3 separate regions of the Pan troglodytes genome follow, and all the other regions are linked to region 1. A link is a contact called in public Hi-C and HiChIP or PLAC-seq data. All regions are on one chromosome and are shown on one strand. Each heading gives the region's core, a stretch centred on a gene start, on an enhancer-like site or on the middle of the called end of the contact. The rest is flanking DNA. Distances are from core to core; before and after follow the strand shown.

Region 1 (3,119 bases), core at 18-2,517:
CAGGAGAATTGTTTGAACCCGGGAGGTAAAGGTTGCAGTGAGCCCAGATCGCACCACTGCACTCCAGCCTGGCCATAGAGCGAGACTCTGTCTCAAAAAAGCAAAAAAAAAAAAAAAAAGAAAGAAAGAAAAAGTAGATTCGTGGTTGGTGGGGGAGGGGAGGAGTACATGCTAATGGGTTTCTTCTTGGGGTGATGAAAATGTCCTAAAGTTAGACAGCAGTAAGGGTTGCACAACCTTGTGACTACACTAAAAACCACTGAAGTGTGACTTTAAAAGGGTCAATTGAATGGTATGTGAATTATATCTCAAGAAAACAAACTCAGCTGGCATCACCCCCTGCCCCACCCTGTGGTAAAGCTGGGTCCTTGTTGGCTGGTGAGGGCTCTCCTAATCTGCACCCCCTCCTCACCTCCAAACCCACGGCATTGCTGCTCCTGGAACCCCAGCCACACCTAGGTACCCGGCCCCTCCCAGCCTTCACCTGCGCCTTTACAGAGGCCCCATCAGACCACCGGGCCCCCCACCCTCCACACGCCCACCCCGTGAAGAGACTCCCTTTCCCCTGGCTCTTCTGAATTTCTGGCATACTATACGATTTCCTTATTTTTCCTTATTTTTATTTTTTAATAGAGACGGGGTCTCACTATGTTACCCAGGCTGGTCTCGAACCCCTTGTCTCAATCAATCCTGCCTCAGCCTCCCAAAGTGCAGGCATTGCAGGCTGAGCCACCACAGCCGCCACGACCTTCTCTTCTGGAGCGTGTCGCTTTTGTAATTATGATGTAAACTCCGGGCACGCGGGGACCCTCGCGCTTCGCTCACTAATTTGTCCCCAGACCCTACTACCTGGCACAGTAGGCGCTCAATACTGTTGATTGAATAAACGACTGCTACTTTGGAAATCATGTATTATTTAAATCACATGTTTAAACGCACATAAACTTCTGAGTAGTGTTTTCTGCACACACAAGATGTCTCCAGGGGTACCAAAGAATGCATTTTCCACGTTTGTCCCTAAACGTTAATGCATAAGTAACCTTGGTCACCAACAGATGTGAGGGCACGTGACGTTCGGGCTGCGCCCTCCCCGCCCCGGCCCTGCACACAGTAGGGCCGCACCGCGCTTTGCAAACAGGTGGACTCGGCAGAGGCGCGACCGCCCTCACCGCAGAGAGCTGGGCCACCTGCAGACTCTCAGGACACCCAAGGCCCCACCTCCCACCCGGAAAAGAGACGATACGCCGGGCGCAGGCGCAGAAGCCGCGCCCGTCCGCGGCGCCGCCAGCCAGGGCGGAAACGGCAACGGCTTCGCTAGGGACGCATGCGCGGGTCCCTTAGTTTTCGCGAGATAACGGTCGAAAACGCGCTCTTGTCGATTTCCGGTAGTGAATCAGGCGCCGCAGTGCAGGGTCGGGGGTGGAATCCTTGGGCCGCTGGGCAAGCGGCGAGACCTGGCCAGGGCCAGCGAGCCGAGGACAGCGGGCGCGCGGAGGGCCGGGCCGCAGCCCCGGCCGCTTGCAGGCCCCGCCATGGACCCGTTCCTGGTGCTGCTGCACTCGGTGTCGTCCAGCCTGTCGAGCAGCGAGCTGACCGAGCTCAAGTTCCTATGCCTCGGGCGCGTGGGCAAGCGCAAGATGGAGCGCGTGCAGAGCGGCCTGGACCTCTTCTCCATGCTGCTGGAGCAGAACGACCTGGAGCCCGGGCACACCGAGCTCCTGCGCGAGCTGCTCGCCTCCCTGCGGCGCCACGACCTGCTGCGGCGCGTCGACGACTTCGAGGCGGGGGCGGCGGCCAGGGCCGCGCCTGGGGAAGAAGGTGGGCGCGGGGCCGGGCCGGTGGAGCCAGGGCCTGGTCGCCCGGCTGTAGGTGCTGCGAGGCTCCTCCGGTTGGCTTCCAGGCGCCTCCCCTTTGCCGGGTTTGATTTGCGTGGGTTTTCTCCGTACAGCCCTGGTTTTGCAGATGGGAGAGCCAGAAACGCAGAAAAGTTAACTTATTCGAGGTTGCAGGGCGTGGACACGCACAGTCCTTTTTCCTCCACCCCCTTCTGCCCGGGTAAATTAGAAAACTCACTGAAGAAAAGATGAGTCAGAGAAGGTGTGGGGGAGGGGCAGAGGTTGGGTGAGCCTGCCTCGCATCATTTCCTTTCTGTCTCGGAATATGCTTTTCACGGCTGTCTGAGAGTAATACTAGCATTCAGTAACTCCTACCCAGGGGCTTACAGTGTGCCGCTTACCCTTGTAACTGCCAAATACAATTTTCGCAGTAGCCCTGTGGCTTAGATACTGTTAGCTATCACTGTTCCCATTTTACAGAGGACAGGACTGTGGCTCACAGGTTAAGTGGCGTTGCCGAAATGCGCAGCCGATAACTGACGGAGCTAGGCTTGAGCCAAGCAGTCCGGCCTCCGGATGGGTGGTGTTAGCCACTGCACTGCCTCTCTGGTCAAGTTCATTGTGGAGTGGCTTCCTGTCCTGCTCTCGGTCACTCCCTCTCCACCCTCGCCTGTGGATTGCAGCAGCTTCCAGGATAAAAAAGAAACTCTGAGTACAGCAGAGTTTCTCAGCCCTACCCCCCTTGTTCTCAGAGTCGGGAGAGGCTTGGGAGTGCTCTGGGGACGCCTCTCAGAGGCTTCAAGCTGTAGCTTGGAATCAGCCATTCAGTCACCAATCAGATAGGGCCTAAATGTGTCACCATGGGTTTCACTCTGTAAGGACTGGTGCCTGTTGAGGACAGGATGGACAGAACAGCTCTCTGCCTGAGAGCAGTCAAGTCCAGATTTTAAAAAAACATCAGTACTGAACAAACAAAACAGGACGTAGAAAAATCGGGTTTTATGGATATTTAATGTCTGGAGAAACACTGATAAATTGCATTTTAAAGGCGGTCTACGAAACATAGCTGACATTTGAGATGTATGTGTGCTTGGTTTTATTTATATTGTCATGTAGTTACTGTGTGCTGGGAAAAGTACACCAGAAGGTGAGCAGTGGGTATGGACAGGTTGGTAGCGGGCGACTGTGCCTTCCTCCCCAGAAGTTCAGCATAGCGGTTAAGGGTGGACTCTGGCACCACACTCTTAGGGTTTCAGAACATGGCTCTGCCATCGTCTAGCTACA
Region 2 (3,348 bases), core at 101-2,600, 290 kb before region 1:
GGGAAGCAAGCATTTAGATTCAGGGGGTTGAGTGCCCAGGGTGGGGGTGTTGGGGGATGTGGCCCTGAAATGCCAGCTGGTTTTGGCTCTGGGCCAGGCCAGGGGCTGAGGGGGATGGACCCAGGACAAGAGTCCCATGCCCCACCTGGCTTTCCTGCAGGGGGAGTCCAGGCAGAGAGGCACAGTTTTCTGGCTCCAGTGAAGCGGGGGCCGGCAGTGTCTTCTGCTGGGATGCGATAGAGATGTAAACAGACAACTAACAAGATAATTAAGTAAAACGTGTGGCGATGACAACAAACAGGATATTCCATAAGGAATGGGGGCCTTGGGTGAAGGTGGCCCAGAAGGCGAAGTGGGTTTGGAGGGAGGGTGCTGGTTCCGCTTTGGGAAGACACAGAACTCAGGTTCCAGAGGACACACAGGCGGGACCTCCCAGTGGGCAGTTAGACCAGCGGACCCCAGCCGGGGGAGCGACCTTCACATCTGCTCTCCCTGCTGTGGCCCTGCTGGGGCCACAGTGTGCACACTGCCATCTGCTGCCCACCTAACAGTGGCCTCTGTTAGGTGCCCACTCTGGCCCTTCCCCCTCATCCCCTACTATGTGGAGCCACGTCGTCCCAGCCCCAGCACTGGCCCTGAGTCCCCTGGCCTTGGCCCAGCTGGCCTGGCTAGGACGCCATGTAGGGCAGTGTCTCCTGAGGACGGAACCTGCACTTGGTCACCCTCAGGGATGCCTGGCACACAGTTGGCGCTCAGTACATGTCCGATGAATGAGAGCCGCTCCGTGGACATGCGGCAGAGGCAGCACATACCAAGCCATCCCCTGGCTGGAACAAGGGCCCAGGTGGGGCGTGGATCACTTGCCCTGGTGTCCACCCGACTTGACCCCAGGCCTGGCCCAGAGCCAAAACCAGCTGGCATTCCAGGGCCACAGACCCAAGACCCTAAAGTCCACCCTGGCTGTCTCCATCAAGCATCTCCTGTTTGTCCAGAGCTGTGAGCCCAGGGCAGGTGAAAGAGGCCGAGCCACAGCCCTGCCGTGGGCCCAGGCTGGTGCACGAGTGGGTCACGCAGCAGAGGGAGAACCGGATGTGGTCTCTAAATGGAGTTATGCGTTGAGGGACTCGGATGGCACCAAGGCACACGGGGGAGCCGGTGTGGACTCTAGAGCAGGGCGGTGCTGTGCCGAGGAGGGTGCTGTGCTGGAGAGCAGCTCCCTGCCTCCCATGATGGAAACCGAGGCCGGGGCAATCCCAGAGGAGGCTGCTGCAGCATTAGGGGACCCGCTGTGGCTCTCACCAACCCGGTGGCCCCCGGGAGGACTCTGGCCTCCGGGCAGGGCTTGTGAGGAGTGAGAAGACGGGGTGCACACTGCCATCTGCTGCCCATGCAATGGGGCGCACACTCCCAGGCACCACGTGGTAGGACCTGATTCGGATGCAGCTCCTGGGTTCACAAACTTTGAATTTGGGCCCTGGGAGGAGGTGACTGCTCCCTTCCCTTAGTGATAACAACTTCCAGGGCCCTGCTGGGTGGCCCCTTCGGCTGGTGGGCTCAAGGGACTGCAGGGAGCGGGTGGGCCACCGGCCATCTTGCTGCCAGCTGGGCCCTGCTCCTGCCCCCACAGAAGCTCCAAGTCACACCTTTCGGGGTGAGATCCCAGATCCTGCATCTCGGGGCTAGAAAGGGACCCCTCTAAGAAACCCAGCAGGTCCCTGGGACTCCACCCCAACCTCTTGCTTCCTGCCAGGAGGTAAACCTCAGGCTTTCCTATCCCCAATGTCTGGATAAGGAAACAATCTCAGCTATCTTGTTAGTTGTCTATTTACATCTCTGTTATGTCCCAGAGGTTCGGCACCTGGGGGGCACTTGCCAGGAACCAGGCTGGAACCCAGATCCCGGGCCCTGTTGCAGTGCCTGAATTGTGGGCCAACTGCTGCCCGAGACTCCCACACAGGCACCCCGAGGCCCACTCACTCACCAGGGGACCTCACAGGATTCCTTGGGACTCGAGGACCCCCAAGAGCCCCATCTCTGGGGCAGGAACTCCCCAGGGGCCGTGGGACAGCCAGTAGCATCATCGGTTCACTGGGCAGATGGTGACGGCTCACCGCCCCTGAGTGCCCAGGTACTGGGCTAGGCAGAGAAGGCAGGAGCCTCCCTGAGTCCCTCCTCCTTACGGCCCCACAGTCCTGCCCCACCCCACCCCTGCCAAATGGGACTCTTTGGGGCTGACCCCCAGGGACCCTAGTTTTTATGATCTCCCACCTAAGTGGGAACATGGGCCAACATGATGGGGCAGGTGTGGCTGGGACCCAGGCCTGGGCTCCCCCAGGCTCCTCCTTGGATCTGAAGCCAGATCCACCGATGGGAAATAAGCCCTTTGGAGCATGATGTTGCCGGGGAGGGGGTTGTGGGGACAGGAGATGATAAGGCACCCACACTCCGGGGGTCCACCCTGTAGAAACTCTGAGACCCACCTCTCTGTGACCATCAGGCTCTCCCTGGCCAGAAGCAGGGAGCAGCGTCCAGGCTGGGCCCAGCCCTGCAGCCCCAAGGCTCTCACTGGGAACACAGGGTCTCAGGCTAAAATAGGTGGAGCCCCTCAGCCGAGCTCAGGAGCCCTTGGGCAGCACTGGGAGCTGCTGGAGCCAGCGCCTTGTCTTCCCTCTACCTGTCTAGGCCCCAGAAGGCTGCAGCCAGGGAGGGGGCTGGGCATCTTAAGGAGGGCTGGCTCTCTCTAGCAGAGTCCTGGGAGAAGAGGCCAGGGCCTTCACCGACAACGCAGCACCTCCAGTTTCCGTGGCACCTCCACGGCCCTCCCGCCTAAGCCTCTCCACCCCTGTGTGGGGGGCTTGCTGTGGTTCTGCTTTACAGGGGGAGAAACTGAGGGCCCAGAAGGTCAGGCTGCGGCTGAAGGTGCAAGGACTCAAAGGCTGACTCCGGGGTGGGGACGGGTTTGGAATTTCCTGTTCCTCCTCACCTTTGAGAGGTGTCCTGGCTGGGCTGTGCCAGGCTGGGAAGTGTCTCCGGAGGCTCCACACCCACCCGCACCTGGTATTTTTGTTCCCAGGTGGGTCTGATGCCAGGAGGATGTGGTTAAGCTCGAGGCCCTGCTGTCTCCTTCCATGCCCGGGGTCAATGGATCCTTATCTGGCAAGATCTTATCTGTGTGTCCTTGACAGACTCTGGAGCAGGCTCCTGGAGGTACCGGGAGGCCCAGGTGGGTAATCACGGGTGCCAAGAAGTGGCCTGTGGGGGGGGGCCCTCCATCTTGGGACCCCACCCGGGACCCCCCTGCCCCCGAGACTGCTTCTCAACCATGCCTTCCCCTTGCCCTGCTCCTTG
Region 3 (2,978 bases), core at 130-2,629, 500 kb before region 1:
GTGAGGCCCGCAGGAGGAAAAGCACTCCCCTGGCGCAACATGACTCCAGCGCATCTGCGTCTAAGCCACACCATGCTCCTGGTAGATTAAAAATTAATTCTAAAAAAAAAACAATCTCTCCTATCCCAAATGCACTGTTTTCTGCCTTGCTTGACAATTGATTTGTTTTTAAAGGAAAGTTATGAGTAGATCCTCTTTTTTCTTTCCCATTCTTTTTTTCTTCTTTTATACTGGAGGGAGGGAAACGGAGGCGAGGACCACACACACGCAGGCAGAGGCTGAAAAGGCCCGAGGTGGGTTTTCCTGTTTAATATCAAAGGAGGCCGAATAATGGGTTTCCTCGGTCCGGCTAGGCCGGCCTTTGACTCAATTGGAAATGCAAAGGCAGCTTTTGCCTATTCTCTGGCTGCTGGCTGAGACCCTAAATTTCCGTAGGAAATCGTCGGACATGCACTTAATCGGTCTTTGCAATCTTTCCCTCGAAGTTGCACGCGGGTCTGGGCGGAGGAGGCGAGGAAACCCTGGATTCGAACCAGCGCCTTTCTCTCCTTCAGGCCTCCGCCCGGGGACAGGCGCCGGTCCCCCGCCCCGGCGCATCCGCCCCGTGGGGACACTTACCAGCCCCTGCATCTTGCCGTCGGCGCCCATGCAGAGGTACCGCACGCTGTGCACGCCCTTGATGGCCACGGTCCGCAGAGCGACTGCCTTGATCTCCAGCAAACCTAGGCGCAGGGGAAGCGAGAAGCTGCAGCAGGGACCGCTGGGCCCGCACCACGTGGGTGCGGTCGGTCCACGAGCCTGTGCTTCTCCCTAGCGTCCCGCGCTGTTTGGGGACTAAGGGAGGGATCCTAACGTCCAGGTGCCAAAACCTGGGGTTCCCGGGAGTTGAGGGGTCCGCAGGAGCCTAAGGGTGGCAAAGGAAGGAAGGGCGCTGGGGTGGGGTGCGCGCAGCAGGGTGGGGTGCGCGCGGCGGGGCGGGCGGGGGTGCTGGCGAGAACTCACTGTGCGCGCTCTGGCCCCGCGCGCAGTCCACGACGCCGTCCGCACGGATGCGCAGGAAGCAGCTGGAGAGCCCGTGGGGGCCGGAGGTGTACAGGTGCCGCAGGCGGATGGGGTCGCCCCAGCCGTAGTGCACGTGGGGCCCCGCGTCCGAGAAGGCGAGGGGGCGCCCGGCCACGGCCAGCCAGAGGCCGGCCAGGATCCAGACGTGGACCACCACACACCCGCTCCGCATGGCACCTCCCTGGGGCTCTCGGCGCAGCTCCGGCGATGGGGGTGCGGGAGGCTGGGCGGCGACCGGGATGCGCTGCGGGGCTGTGAGTGCCGGGTTGGGATGGTCGTGGCCCTAGATCCTGGACGCAGCGCTCCTGCTCTGACGGCGCGGCGGCTCCGGGCCGGCAGCCTTATATAGTAGCGCCTTACGGGCCCCACGGGTAGGTGCCCAAGACACCCGAGCATTTCTTATCGGGATTGCATCAAGCCTCCGCCCCCCGCACACACCCACTCACACCCCGCCTCCGGCCCCAGCCCCAGCCCCCTCCCCGGGCCCGGGCAGGCAGGCGGCGGCTTCTTGTCCCAGCCGGGGTGACCCCGCCCAGGCCGTTCGGATCTGCGGGAGGAGGAGGCCTCGCTTAGCGGCCGGGTTTCGGGGAACTCCTCCCCACCGCGCAGCGGCCCCGAGGTTCTTGGCTGGGAGAGTTTGACTTTGTAAAGCAATCGACAACTGGGGCCCTTCCCCCAGGCCTCAGGCTCCCAGTGGATGCACTCGGCGTGGGGCACTAGCGGGGGCGGGGTCAGGAACCCCGGGACCAGAGGTTGGGGGGCACCGAGTTTTGCCCCCTTCACCCTCTGTCGGGAAAAGCCTCACCTCGGCCTTAGTGCCCTTCCCCTTAAAAGCCCACTCGCACTCCCTCCCCCGACTTTCGCAGCCCCGCACATCTGACGTCAAAGCCGTCCCGTAGAATTTTCCCCCGCAGTTCCGACAGTCTCAGGTTCTCTCAGCTTCATCTTCTTGCAATTCCTGCCCCGCCCCTTTTATCCGGGTAAATTGCCCCCCGACGGGGGGCCGGGCGCGCTCTCGGCCGGCGGGGAAACAATGGAAGCCGCGCGGACTGTAGGTGGCGCCGCAGCCTCGGCGTCCGCCTGGGCTTTGCGCTCCTGGCCCCGCGCCCCTGCCTGCTCCGCGCTCGCCCCGGCCCCGCGGCTGTGCGCGAGATGCAACCTGAAAGGGGGCACTGGGAAGGAGGCTCTCGGGCAGGGTGGGCGGGCCAGCTGCGGGATTGGTGAACCCCAGCTTCTCGGCTGGAGGGTGGTGGAGGCAGGGGCGCAGGGAGGGAGGCCTGGGCCTCCGTTTCCCGGTTTTTGAGCTGTCTTGTGTCGGGGGTCTGGTTTTTGAGTCCCCGAGTCCCTGCGCACGGGGGCAGGAGGAACAGCACGGTCGGGGAGGTCGAGAGCGCCTTACCTGGTGGGGAGGGGTCGGGAAGGGGCCCAGGAACGGTGATGGGCGCCCCTGGCGTCCGGGCAGGTGCCAGGTGAGGAAAGAAATGGGGGCCGCTCCATGAAGCGGTTCCTGCAAATAAAGAAAACGACATCCAGAGAATACCCAGGCGGGGAATAAAGGGGTCCTCCTACGGGGCTTTGGTTTAACTCTAATTATTTCTTGTTATTCTTCCAAACCCCCAGCTCCTGGATGTGGGGCCCCAGGAGGCTGGTTTTGGGGGCAGAGCCCTCCTGGCCCAGCGCAAAGGCGATGGGGAGGGCAAACAGGAGAGACAGCGAGAGAAATGCCAGGCCTAATGAATTTCAATGAGCAGAGGCCACATTCATTCCCCAGTCAGTGACTGGCGTTAATGACTGAGGGCGCAGCAAATGTCACCAGGAAAGTCTTTACAAAAAGACATCATCCCGAAGGCTTTCTAGACCAGGGACCCCCACGCTGTGTGTCTTGGTTCAGAAAGCCGTGGCTTCTGTTAAATCTA

The links. A called contact is a pair of places that touch in the nucleus more often than the background predicts. HiChIP or PLAC-seq counts read pairs in DNA pulled down with a chosen protein or histone mark.
Region 2: a Hi-C map of induced pluripotent stem cells shows a contact between it and region 1, with 4 times the contacts expected there. The contact joins the enhancer-like site here to the promoter of FADD in region 1. A contact is called at or near these places in 5 of 7 Hi-C or Micro-C datasets (blood, induced pluripotent stem cells, a lymphoblastoid cell line and 1 more), 1 of 1 datasets of contacts at active chromatin or transcription factors (stem cell-derived excitatory neurons) and 1 of 1 other capture datasets (stem cell-derived neural stem cells).
Region 3: a contact with region 1 is called in an H3K4me3 HiChIP or PLAC-seq map of stem cell-derived excitatory neurons, with 16 times the contacts expected there. The contact joins the promoter of FGF19 here to the promoter of FADD in region 1. A contact is called at or near these places in 2 of 7 Hi-C or Micro-C datasets (induced pluripotent stem cells and stem cell-derived neural progenitor cells), 1 of 1 datasets of contacts at active chromatin or transcription factors (stem cell-derived excitatory neurons) and 1 of 1 other capture datasets (stem cell-derived neural stem cells).

Annotation. Positions count from the first base shown.
Region 1 is chr9:72,258,720-72,261,838 of NHGRI_mPanTro3-v2.0_pri, forward strand. FADD (Fas associated via death domain) reads left to right here and starts at 1,268. Exons shown (of 2, transcript XM_508611.8): 1 at 1,268-1,818. The coding sequence starts at 1,533. All of the region lies in intron 3 of LOC107967138 (a long non-coding RNA gene), which reads right to left.
Region 2 is chr9:71,969,026-71,972,373 of NHGRI_mPanTro3-v2.0_pri, forward strand. No RefSeq gene overlaps it. Among named protein-coding and RNA genes, the nearest start is that of ANO1, 53 kb to the right of the region's middle. Within about 2 kb of position 1,351, at least 1 of the 24 cell types and tissues checked has an H3K27ac peak or open chromatin away from gene starts, as enhancers often do. A contact at or near this core is called in induced pluripotent stem cells, where this site is marked.
Region 3 is chr9:71,759,284-71,762,261 of NHGRI_mPanTro3-v2.0_pri, forward strand. FGF19 (fibroblast growth factor 19) reads right to left here and starts at 1,380. Exons shown (of 3, transcript XM_016922440.4): 1 at 1,003-1,380; 2 at 619-722. The coding sequence starts at 1,234.